Linked DNA regions of Sus scrofa: all the other regions are linked to region 2. Evidence: chromatin contacts called from public Hi-C and HiChIP or PLAC-seq data. All regions are on one chromosome and are shown on one strand. The core of a region is the stretch at or near the end of the contact, and the rest is flanking DNA. Distances in the headings are between cores, read along the strand shown. Region 1 overlaps CNGB1 (cyclic nucleotide-gated cation channel beta-1). Region 2 holds the start of USB1 (U6 snRNA biogenesis phosphodiesterase 1). Region 3 holds the start of CFAP20 (cilia and flagella associated protein 20).

Region 1 (2,729 bases), core at 100-2,599, 69 kb before region 2:
GCGCATGTGCGTGGAACTGCCCAACTCCGCTAGACTCTGGGATGCTGGAAGGATCTTTCCAGTGTGTCTTATTCACATCTGTGCCCCTCGGCCTGGCATGTGGCAGGTGCTCAGGAAATGTTAGATTAGCGAGGACCAGGAGACATGGACTTCGCCTTATCATGACAGTGATTCCCCGGGAGCAAGGTGGCCTGGGCAACGAGGTGGCGGTGGGGCTCCTTTCCAGGAGGCTTAGTACCGTGAATTATTAAGACCCGGGAGCAAGACTACGGCTCACCTGTTTCCTACGCCGTCGTAAACCCAGTGAGTGGAGCCCAGGCCCTGATAGGCCGACGCCCAATAGTACAGACATGAGTTCACATGTAAACTGTAGAGCAGGTAGGCTGTGGTCCTGATAACCCTGCAGAAGAAGGCAAGGCATGAACACAGCAGCAGAGAGGGAGGCGGTGACATCTCACCCCAGGGTCAGACTGCAGGGAACAGGCCACCTCCCCCCATACCCACCTCAGAGACCCCCCTGTGGAGCCTTACAGCCCTGCCCACCTGCCTGGTGGGATGGACACTTGCCAATGGAAACCAGCCAGTGGCTGGATTGGGCCAACTGCTGCTGTCTCCCTTTTTTTTTTTTTTTTTTTTTTTTTTTTTTTTTTGTCTTTTTGCCTTTTCTAGGGCCGCTCCCACGGCATATGGAGATTCCCTGGCTAGGGGTCTAATCCGAGCTGTAGCCACTACCTTCACCAGAGCCACAGCAACGCAGGATCCGAGCCGAGTCTGCGACCTACACCACAGCTCATGGCAATGCGGATCCTTAACCCACTGAGCAAGACCAGGGATTGAACCAGCGACCTCATGGTTCCTAGTCAGATTCGTTAACCACTGAGCCACAACAGGAACTCCGAAATGCTGCTCTCTTGAGACGCTGTTGGTTAGGAGTGGTGATGCTTGAACAGAAAGTTGTCAAAGGCTGGGGGCTGGAATTGGCCCAGAGCTACACGTGCAGACACTTCTGGGGAATTGGGGGCTGGGGGTGGGGGTGAGGGGCGCATCCATGCAGAGGGACAAAGAAGGGAGAGATGCATGCAGAGAAGCGCTGCTCCATGAGAGATGTCGAGAGGAGCCCTGTCCGCGATCCTGGCCTGGCTGGTCTAGACTGGCCATTAGCAAGACAGCCCACCGTGTCCTTAGAGCTGCTCCCCCTGTGCTTGAGTGGCCTGGTGTTGAGGGGGGGACAGTTCCCTGAGCCAAGATCAAACTGAGGCCCAGCTCCCTGGAAACACAGGGCTGCTGTGCATGTCAGCCTATGTGCGCCCTCCTCACAATTGGGGGAAACAGGACATTCCTGGTTCTCAAAAAAAACACAAACATCCCTTTGCAGAAGGGCCAGGAAGAGGCTGGGCTTCCGGTGGGCGGCAGTGGTGAGGGGGCCACGGGGCCAAGAGAGGTGAAAGGGGAAGTGACGGGGGTAGAGAATGTGTGGCTCCGTTCTTGCTGCAAATTCCCCAGGGCGTGTGCATGTGTGTGTGCGCGTGTGCAAGGATCTCACCTGTAAACATAGGCTTTGCTGAGGATGGATTCCAGGCGGTTGTTGAACTCGAAGAAGGCCAGGTACTGAGAGGAAGAAGAAGGCGTCAGGGCCGCCCGCTGTCAGTGGAGCATGGGCAGCCCTCACCTCCCAGCCCACTTCCACAGCTGCCAGGACTGAGCCTTCTCTCTGCAGATCCCTGCAGGAGGGGCTTAGAGAACAAACGTTCAAAATGGGAGGTCCCCAGCTGGGGACCCTGGCCCCTCTTCCCTGGAAATGGCATATAATCATGTGCTCACAGTTTGCATATAACTTCAGGGGATTCCTAGATCTTCCCAATCCATTTTTTTCTCCTCTTTTGGCTGCACTGGTGACAGGAGGAAGTTCCCAGGCCAGGGATGGAATGCACACTGCAGCAGTGACAACAGGTCTTTAACCCACTGTGCCACCAGGGAACTCCCTAGGCCCTCTGAATCCTATCATGAAACTTTAAGGTACATGCCCAGGTTAAGGACCTTGTTTTCAATGTTTACTTATAATGATAATGATTATATAAAGAAACAACATCCCTAATGCCCCTCACTGATCTCCTTCAAAGGCTCATTTATAATATTTTACTTGTAATAAAAGTATAAGAGGAGTTCCCATTGTGGCTCAGAGGAAACAAATCCGACTAGCATCCATGAGGATACAGGTTTGATCCCTAGCCTTGCTCAGTGGCTTAAGGACCCGGTGTTGACATGAGCTGTGGTGCAGGTTATGGACGCGGCTTGGATCCTGCGTTACTGTGGCCGTGGCTGGCACCTACAGCTCTGTTGGACCCCTAGCCTGGGACCCTCCATATGCTGCAGCTTCAGCCCTAAAAAGACAAAAAATATATTTTTTTTAAAGTATGAGAATAACTGCTCTTTACTGAGCCCCTTGGATCCAGCACTTTATACACATTACCTTGGTTCTTTTTTACATGTGAGTTATGTATTATCGTTCTCCTTTTACAGAGAGGAAACTGGCACTCAGGGACACACAGCCAGTAAGTGACAGAGTCAAGCTTTGAACCCCGATCAGACTCAAAACTGCAAGCTCTTTCCAGAGTTCTTGTCATGGCTCAGTGGTTAACAAATCCGACTAGGAACCATGAGGTTGCGGGTTCGATCCCTGGCCTTGCTCAGTGGGTTAAGGATCCGGCATTGCCGTGAGCTGTGATGTA
Region 2 (2,860 bases), core at 49-2,548:
TGCCCGCCAGCCCAGCTGGGCTGCCTCCTGTCACCCCTCGTGAGGAATGGCCAGGCCGCTGCTGCCGAGCGCCCGCCCCGCGGGCGATTGGGCCCGAGGAAGGCCCCAGGGCAACAGGCCGGGCCCGGGAGGCAGCTGCGCGTCAAGGCCGGCCTGGGCCGCCCAGGAGCTCAGGAGGCCGCCGGGTCGAGCCGGAGGGAGTGGGGGGGCGGCCGGGCCGGCTGGGGAAGGGGTGCGGCGGGCGCGGGAGTGGCCCCCAGACGCGGTCCCGGGCGCCCCGCCGCTCACCTGCTCCAGGCCGCCCGCGGGGTCAGGCGCGGGGCGAGTGGCGACTGGCTGCTCTTTCGGCCGCCCCTTTATTCCGACTCCATCCGCTGTAGCGCGGCCTACGCGCGCTGCCAATCCCCGGGCTCGCGTAGCGGCGGCGGCCGGCCTGGGGGCGGGGAACGGGCTAGCGGCGGCCGGAACCGAGGAAGCGACGTGCGCAGCTGGGATAGCGGGGCTGGGGCGGAGGAGCGCTGGGAGGGCAGGCGGGCAGACGGACCGATGGCCTTGCAGAGACCGGCGGACAGGCGGGCGGCGCGGGGGCCAGGGAGGCGGGGCCGGGGGAGGAGCGGCAGCTGGGGCGGTGGCGGCTGCGGGAGGAGCGGGAGGCGCGGAGCGAGACCGCCCCCTGCCGGGGACCCCGCGGCCGGGCCGGGTCGGACCGCCAGACGCGCGGGGCCGCTCTCCTGCGGTCTGGCCAGCACGCCTCAGCTGACCCAGGGAGGGCGCTCTGCTTCCTACCACCCTACTCGGCGTTAGGGGTGGGGGCTCCCAGAGCCCAGCCCCTGGCCCGACCCCTGAACCTGAGAGGAGGGGCCTCCTAGACCCTCTGATTTGCTGGAACTGACCGGCCTCTGACTGCTCAGCTCGCTCTTTGAAGAGGTGTCCCCCGGAGCTTAATTTTGGGCCAACTTGGGAAGGGGCCCCGGGGACTCTGACTCGTCCAGACCGCGAAGGGCAAGGAGCTCCACTGGGTCTAGTGCGCTGACCGCTGACCCAGAGACTATCCGTTGCTGGGAGGTCCAGAGTTGCTGCAGACAGAGCAACGGGCAGAGAGGTCAGGGCCCAGAGCGATCTGTGAAATGGGCACACGGAGGGTGGGAGTTCCGGGACGTTCCAGGTAGCTGTCAGAGCGCGGCGAGCCGGCAAGCAGCGTGGTCTGGATGGGTAGTCTTTTGCTACCTCGCTGCCGGGCCCCGCCCCAAACCCCGCCCCGAGGCGGTGCTAATCCGGGCCCCGCCCCCGGGAGAGCACTTCCGGCGCAGCGGAATTCCGGGTGCGGCGCGATTGCTGGCTGACCCGCCGTGTTGTCGTGGAGGGGGGCCCCATGAGTACGGCGCCCCTGGTGGGCTACAGCAGCAGTGGCTCCGAGGATGAGGCCGAGGCCGAGGCCAAGGCCGGGACCCGGGCCCAGCCGGGGGCTAGAGGCCGCAGTCGGTGAGGAGCGAGGAAGTCTTATGGGGAGAGTATGAGATAGCTCCCGGAGCTCCGGGGCCGGACCATAGGGTTCGGGGCTGCTCGAAAGGGAAGAAAAAGGGGCAGTGCGGGGAAGGAGGATCCAGAGGACAGCCCTGGACAAAGCCCCAGAGTACCCCCGCCTGGCTCGGACAAGGTTAGGAGGCAGGAAATGTGAGTTCGGGTCCAGTCTCTGCCGCTGGTCCACTGTCTCCTGGCGCGCATCACTGTACCACACTTGGTCAGTTTCCTTTTTTGGAGAGTGTTTTCATTCATCCATTAAATATTCATTGAGATCCTCTCTGTGCCAGGCTCTGGACTGGGGACTCCGCAGTGAGCGACACCATCGAAGTCTTCTACTTTGTGGAGCTTCCATTCATAGTTGCCAGGCCTGCTGTTTGTTGAGTACTTTACAAAACGAATGTCGGTTCATCTCACAGCAGCCCTATCGGTGGAAGTACGCTTTAGAGATGAGAAAACTGAGGCCCCCAAAGGGCCCCTGACTTGCCCAAGACTACAGAGCCACTCCAACTCAGGCTTGTCCAGTTAAGGCTTGTGACTTCTAAACCACATGTTGCAGCCTGCGGGGTTGTTGGGGTTGTTTCCCTGCTGAGGTCTGCCTCCTGGAGTTGTTGGGAGCCCCCCACAATGAGACAGTACTAGGGAAAGAGCGGTGTGGTTATCTAGAAACTGCTTACAGCACCTGGTGAGAAATAGACAAGCAGAGTCACCTGGTCCAAGGGGTTACAACTTTCATCGAGTGTACAGAGGAAGAGAATGCCAGGAGGCTAAATGTGCTTGTTTTCTTTTCTCTTGCAGGGGCCAGAGCCCTCTTTCCAGCCAGAGGTTGCCAGTACCGAGAGCGTGCTGCACATGTTCCCGGGCACGGAGGAGGGGCCTGCAGATGACAGTGCAAAACATGGGGGCCGGGTGCGCACATTCCCCCACGAGCGGGGCAACTGGGCCACCCATGTCTACATACTTGTAAGTAATGCGGGAGAGGTGGGTAGCTGACACTCTTGATGGGAGGGAGCTGGCCCCCACCTGGAGGAAGAAGTCAGAAACCCCTGACTTTGGTGGTGGGAAAAAGATTAACTCAAGAGAGAGAGAGAACAAGTTTCAAGAATTAGGGAATATTTCCGTTAACTTGGTTTCAGTTTGGAATTTGTTGCCTAAAATATTTTTACTAACCCTATGTATACTGTTCTCCCTGCTTGTGAGACCAAGGGAGGGTCTAGGTCAGAGTGCAGCTGTAGCTGGTTCTTCTAAGAGGGCTGTAGGTGTGCTGGCTTCGAGTCTTACCCCACCCTAGCCCTAATGAGTGAATGGCAGGCAGAAAACGCCCAGGCTTCAGAGTCTG
Region 3 (2,731 bases), core at 135-2,634, 120 kb after region 2:
ACTTGCAAAACACACATGCCCCCTGCTCAAAACTTCCAAAAAATGGACAAGGTCACCATTTCGTGGGGTCAGTGAAAGTATCATGCAGCTGACACCTGAGTGATGATGAAGAAGAGGTTTTAGGAGTTCCCGTCGTGGCTCAGTGGTTAACAAATCCAACTAAGAACCATGAGGTTGCGGGTTCGGTCCCTGGCCTGGCCCAGTGGGTTGGGGATCTGGCGTTACTATGAGCTGTGGTGTAGTTTGCAGACGAGGCTCGGACCCGGTGTTGCTGTGGCTCTGGCGTAGGCCGGCGCCTACAGCTCCATTAGACCCCTAGCCTGGGAACCTCCATATGCCGTGGAAGCGGCCCAAAAAATAGCAAAAAGACAAAAAAAAAAAACAAGATGTTTTACCTGGGTCTGTGCTTGTTAACCCAAACAAGACGTTATCACCATTTTGCAATTTTCCTGATGGAGAAATAAGGAAAGGCAGAGTACAGACCCCAAGTCACAGTGAGTGTGGAGCAAGTGCCAAGGGCCACCGAATTCTGGCTTGTTCGGGATCAGTGGGAGGAAGGGAGCAAATGAATGAAACCCAAACATAACTGAGTCCTGGCTTTGCCTCTGTAAGGGCGCCTGGAACAAAGGTTCTGTGTCTAGTGCCGAGCATAGGGCCTGGCACAATACAGGGTATCAGTAAATGTTTGTGAAATCAGTGAACAGCAATTCATGTGCACGTCCCCAAAGCAACATCACGTGAGTTTACGCTTTTCAACGCTGTGAAACGGGCACTATTCAACCCCACCATATTATAGATGCAGAAACCGAAGGTTAGGAATCCAGTGACCCAGTCAAATCTGCAAAGAGGGACCACTGTCCTAACTGGACCACGGCCGCAGGTCACTTAAAGCCCAGCCACGCCCACTCCACATGCACTCCAGCTGCTTACACGACGCTCCCTCGTCGACCCTCAGTCACGCCAGGCTGGGGACGGGGCACAGCAGCGACCGCCCGGCCTTCCCCCAGCTCCACATAACTACCCGCCACACCAGGCCCAGCCCGCGGACCCCGCCCCGCCACCGCCCCCAGTCCCTGACCTTTTTGTCCCAGATTTGCAGGGGCTTGCTGCCAATGCTGTAGAGAATGGAGAGGAAGCCGCTCTGGAACGTGTTTTTGAACATATCGCCGGCGGCCTTCTCCTCAGCCGCGCGGAAGCTGACCTAAATGGCTTCACTTAGTGGCGAAGGCAAAAAAGGGGGCCGGCTCTGGCCCAAAGAAAGTACCCTGCGCTCCTGACCTCCCAATTGGTAGCCGCAGACAGCAGGACTTAGACGCGGGACGCTACATCCGCGAGGCTCACTAGCAGAAGAACGAAGCCGCCTCAGCACCGACACCACAGCAACTGCCGCCTGCGCCTCTCTCCCTTCCTTAAATAGAGGCGGTGGGCCGCCCGCCGCCAGAGGTGGATCCCTCCGCCAGCTTGAGCTCGCCCCCGAGAGAGCGGGGCCCAATCCTGCCACAGGGATCACGGACTTCCTGTTTCTTCCGCTCTTAAGCCCCGCCCTAGTTCCGCCGTCTGGAAAAAAGAACCTCGTTGCCAAGGGACTATTTTCCCATCGTTGTCTCAGAGCGGCTTCTAGAAAGCGGAAGGAGACACAAGGTTATAGAATGAGTTGTTAGCATCTGCCCAGTGTCATGGGAACCTGGAGGGGGTGGAGTCAGAGGCGTGAAGTCCAGGCCCCGCCCCCTTAGGGGACAGTAGGAGTTACTAGCGCGAAAGAAAAGTGGGGAAAGGCACGGGTGGCTTGGATGTAAGGAAGTGCTTGCCTGGTTTCCTGCAAATAACAAATAATGCTCTTTGGCATTATTTGATAAGGTTAAAGCAGCTAACCAGTACATGCGCACTAACTACATTAAATGTCTTAAAGGCATCATTGCTTTAATTATTAACAGGATCACTATGAATACACCAGATATCTTAACTTGTGGTATGTGGTCAAAGCAATACTTCAAGGAAAATTTATCACCTTAAATGCATGATTAGAAAACAAGGTCTGAACATTAAGATAAAAGCAGAAATTAATGCAATTAAAATACATTTGAATAGGTTGAATTAGCAGCAGGGTTTTAATCAATTAGTTCTTAGAACATTTTTTTTTTCCTTTTGGTCTTTTTAGGGCCGCACCTGCAGCATATGGAGGTCCCCAGGCTAGAGGTCTAATCAGAGCTACAGCTGCCAGCCTACACCACAGCCACAGCAACGCAGGATCCGAGCCTGTCTGAGACCTACACCATAGCTCACAGCAATGCTGGATCTTGACCCGCTGAGCAAGGCCAGGGATCAAACCCCCAACCTCATGTTTCCTAGTCAGATTCATTTCTGCTGCACCACGATGGGAACTCCAACATTGTTTAATTTTTAAAAATATTTATTTTTATGCCTCACCTGTGGCATAAGGAAGTGGGTCAAATCGGAGCTGCAGCTGCAGGCCTTTGCTATAGCCACAGCAACACTGGATCTCAGCCACATCTGCAACTTGTAATGCCAGGTCCTTAACACACTGAGCAAGGCCAGGGATCCAACCCGCATCCTTTTGGAGACTACATTGGGTTCTCAACCCACTGAGCCACAATGGGAACTCCAGAATGTTTTTTTAAAAAGCATAAAATAAGCTATGCTATTTCAAGTGTGGAAGAAATCCCGGGTGTTGGAAACCAATCACTCATTGAGCATTTGCTTGGATATCATA

The links. Hi-C and Micro-C count contacts between places; a contact is called where the count stands out from the background. HiChIP or PLAC-seq counts read pairs in DNA pulled down with a chosen protein or histone mark.
Region 1: a Hi-C map of subcutaneous adipose tissue shows a contact between it and region 2, with 1.9 times the contacts expected there. The contact joins the enhancer-like site here to the promoter of USB1 in region 2. A contact is called at or near these places in 4 of 5 promoter capture datasets (fetal liver, fetal skeletal muscle, liver and 1 more), 22 of 47 Hi-C or Micro-C datasets (alveolar macrophages, blood, brain and 12 more) and 2 of 2 datasets of contacts at active chromatin or transcription factors (alveolar macrophages and skeletal muscle).
Region 3: an H3K27ac HiChIP or PLAC-seq map of skeletal muscle shows a contact between it and region 2. The contact joins the promoter of CFAP20 here to the promoter of USB1 in region 2. A contact is called at or near these places in 2 of 5 promoter capture datasets (fetal liver and liver), 18 of 47 Hi-C or Micro-C datasets (brain, embryonic fibroblasts, epiblast stem cells and 10 more) and 2 of 2 datasets of contacts at active chromatin or transcription factors (alveolar macrophages and skeletal muscle).

The regions. Positions count from the first base shown.
Region 1 is chr6:19,781,577-19,784,305 of Sscrofa11.1, forward strand. It overlaps CNGB1 (cyclic nucleotide-gated cation channel beta-1), which reads right to left. Exons shown (of 37, transcript XM_021097533.1): 26 at 1,544-1,608; 27 at 278-400. Among named protein-coding and RNA genes, the nearest start is that of TEPP, 50 kb to the right of the region's middle. Within about 2 kb of position 1,350, at least 11 of the 83 cell types and tissues checked have an H3K27ac peak or open chromatin away from gene starts, as enhancers often do. A contact at or near this core is called in skeletal muscle and subcutaneous adipose tissue, where this site is marked.
Region 2 is chr6:19,850,722-19,853,581 of Sscrofa11.1, forward strand. It overlaps USB1 (U6 snRNA biogenesis phosphodiesterase 1), which reads left to right and starts at 1,299. Exons shown (of 9, transcript NM_001244803.1): 1 at 1,299-1,482; 2 at 2,320-2,356; 3 at 2,359-2,480; 4 at 2,483-2,484. The coding sequence starts at 1,373. The region is part of intron 1 of CNGB1 (cyclic nucleotide-gated cation channel beta-1); the gene reads right to left. The region is part of intron 1 of ZNF319 (zinc finger protein 319); the gene reads right to left.
Region 3 is chr6:19,967,963-19,970,693 of Sscrofa11.1, forward strand. It overlaps CFAP20 (cilia and flagella associated protein 20), which reads right to left and starts at 1,385. Exons shown (of 6, transcript NM_001244786.1): 1 at 1,079-1,385. The coding sequence starts at 1,162.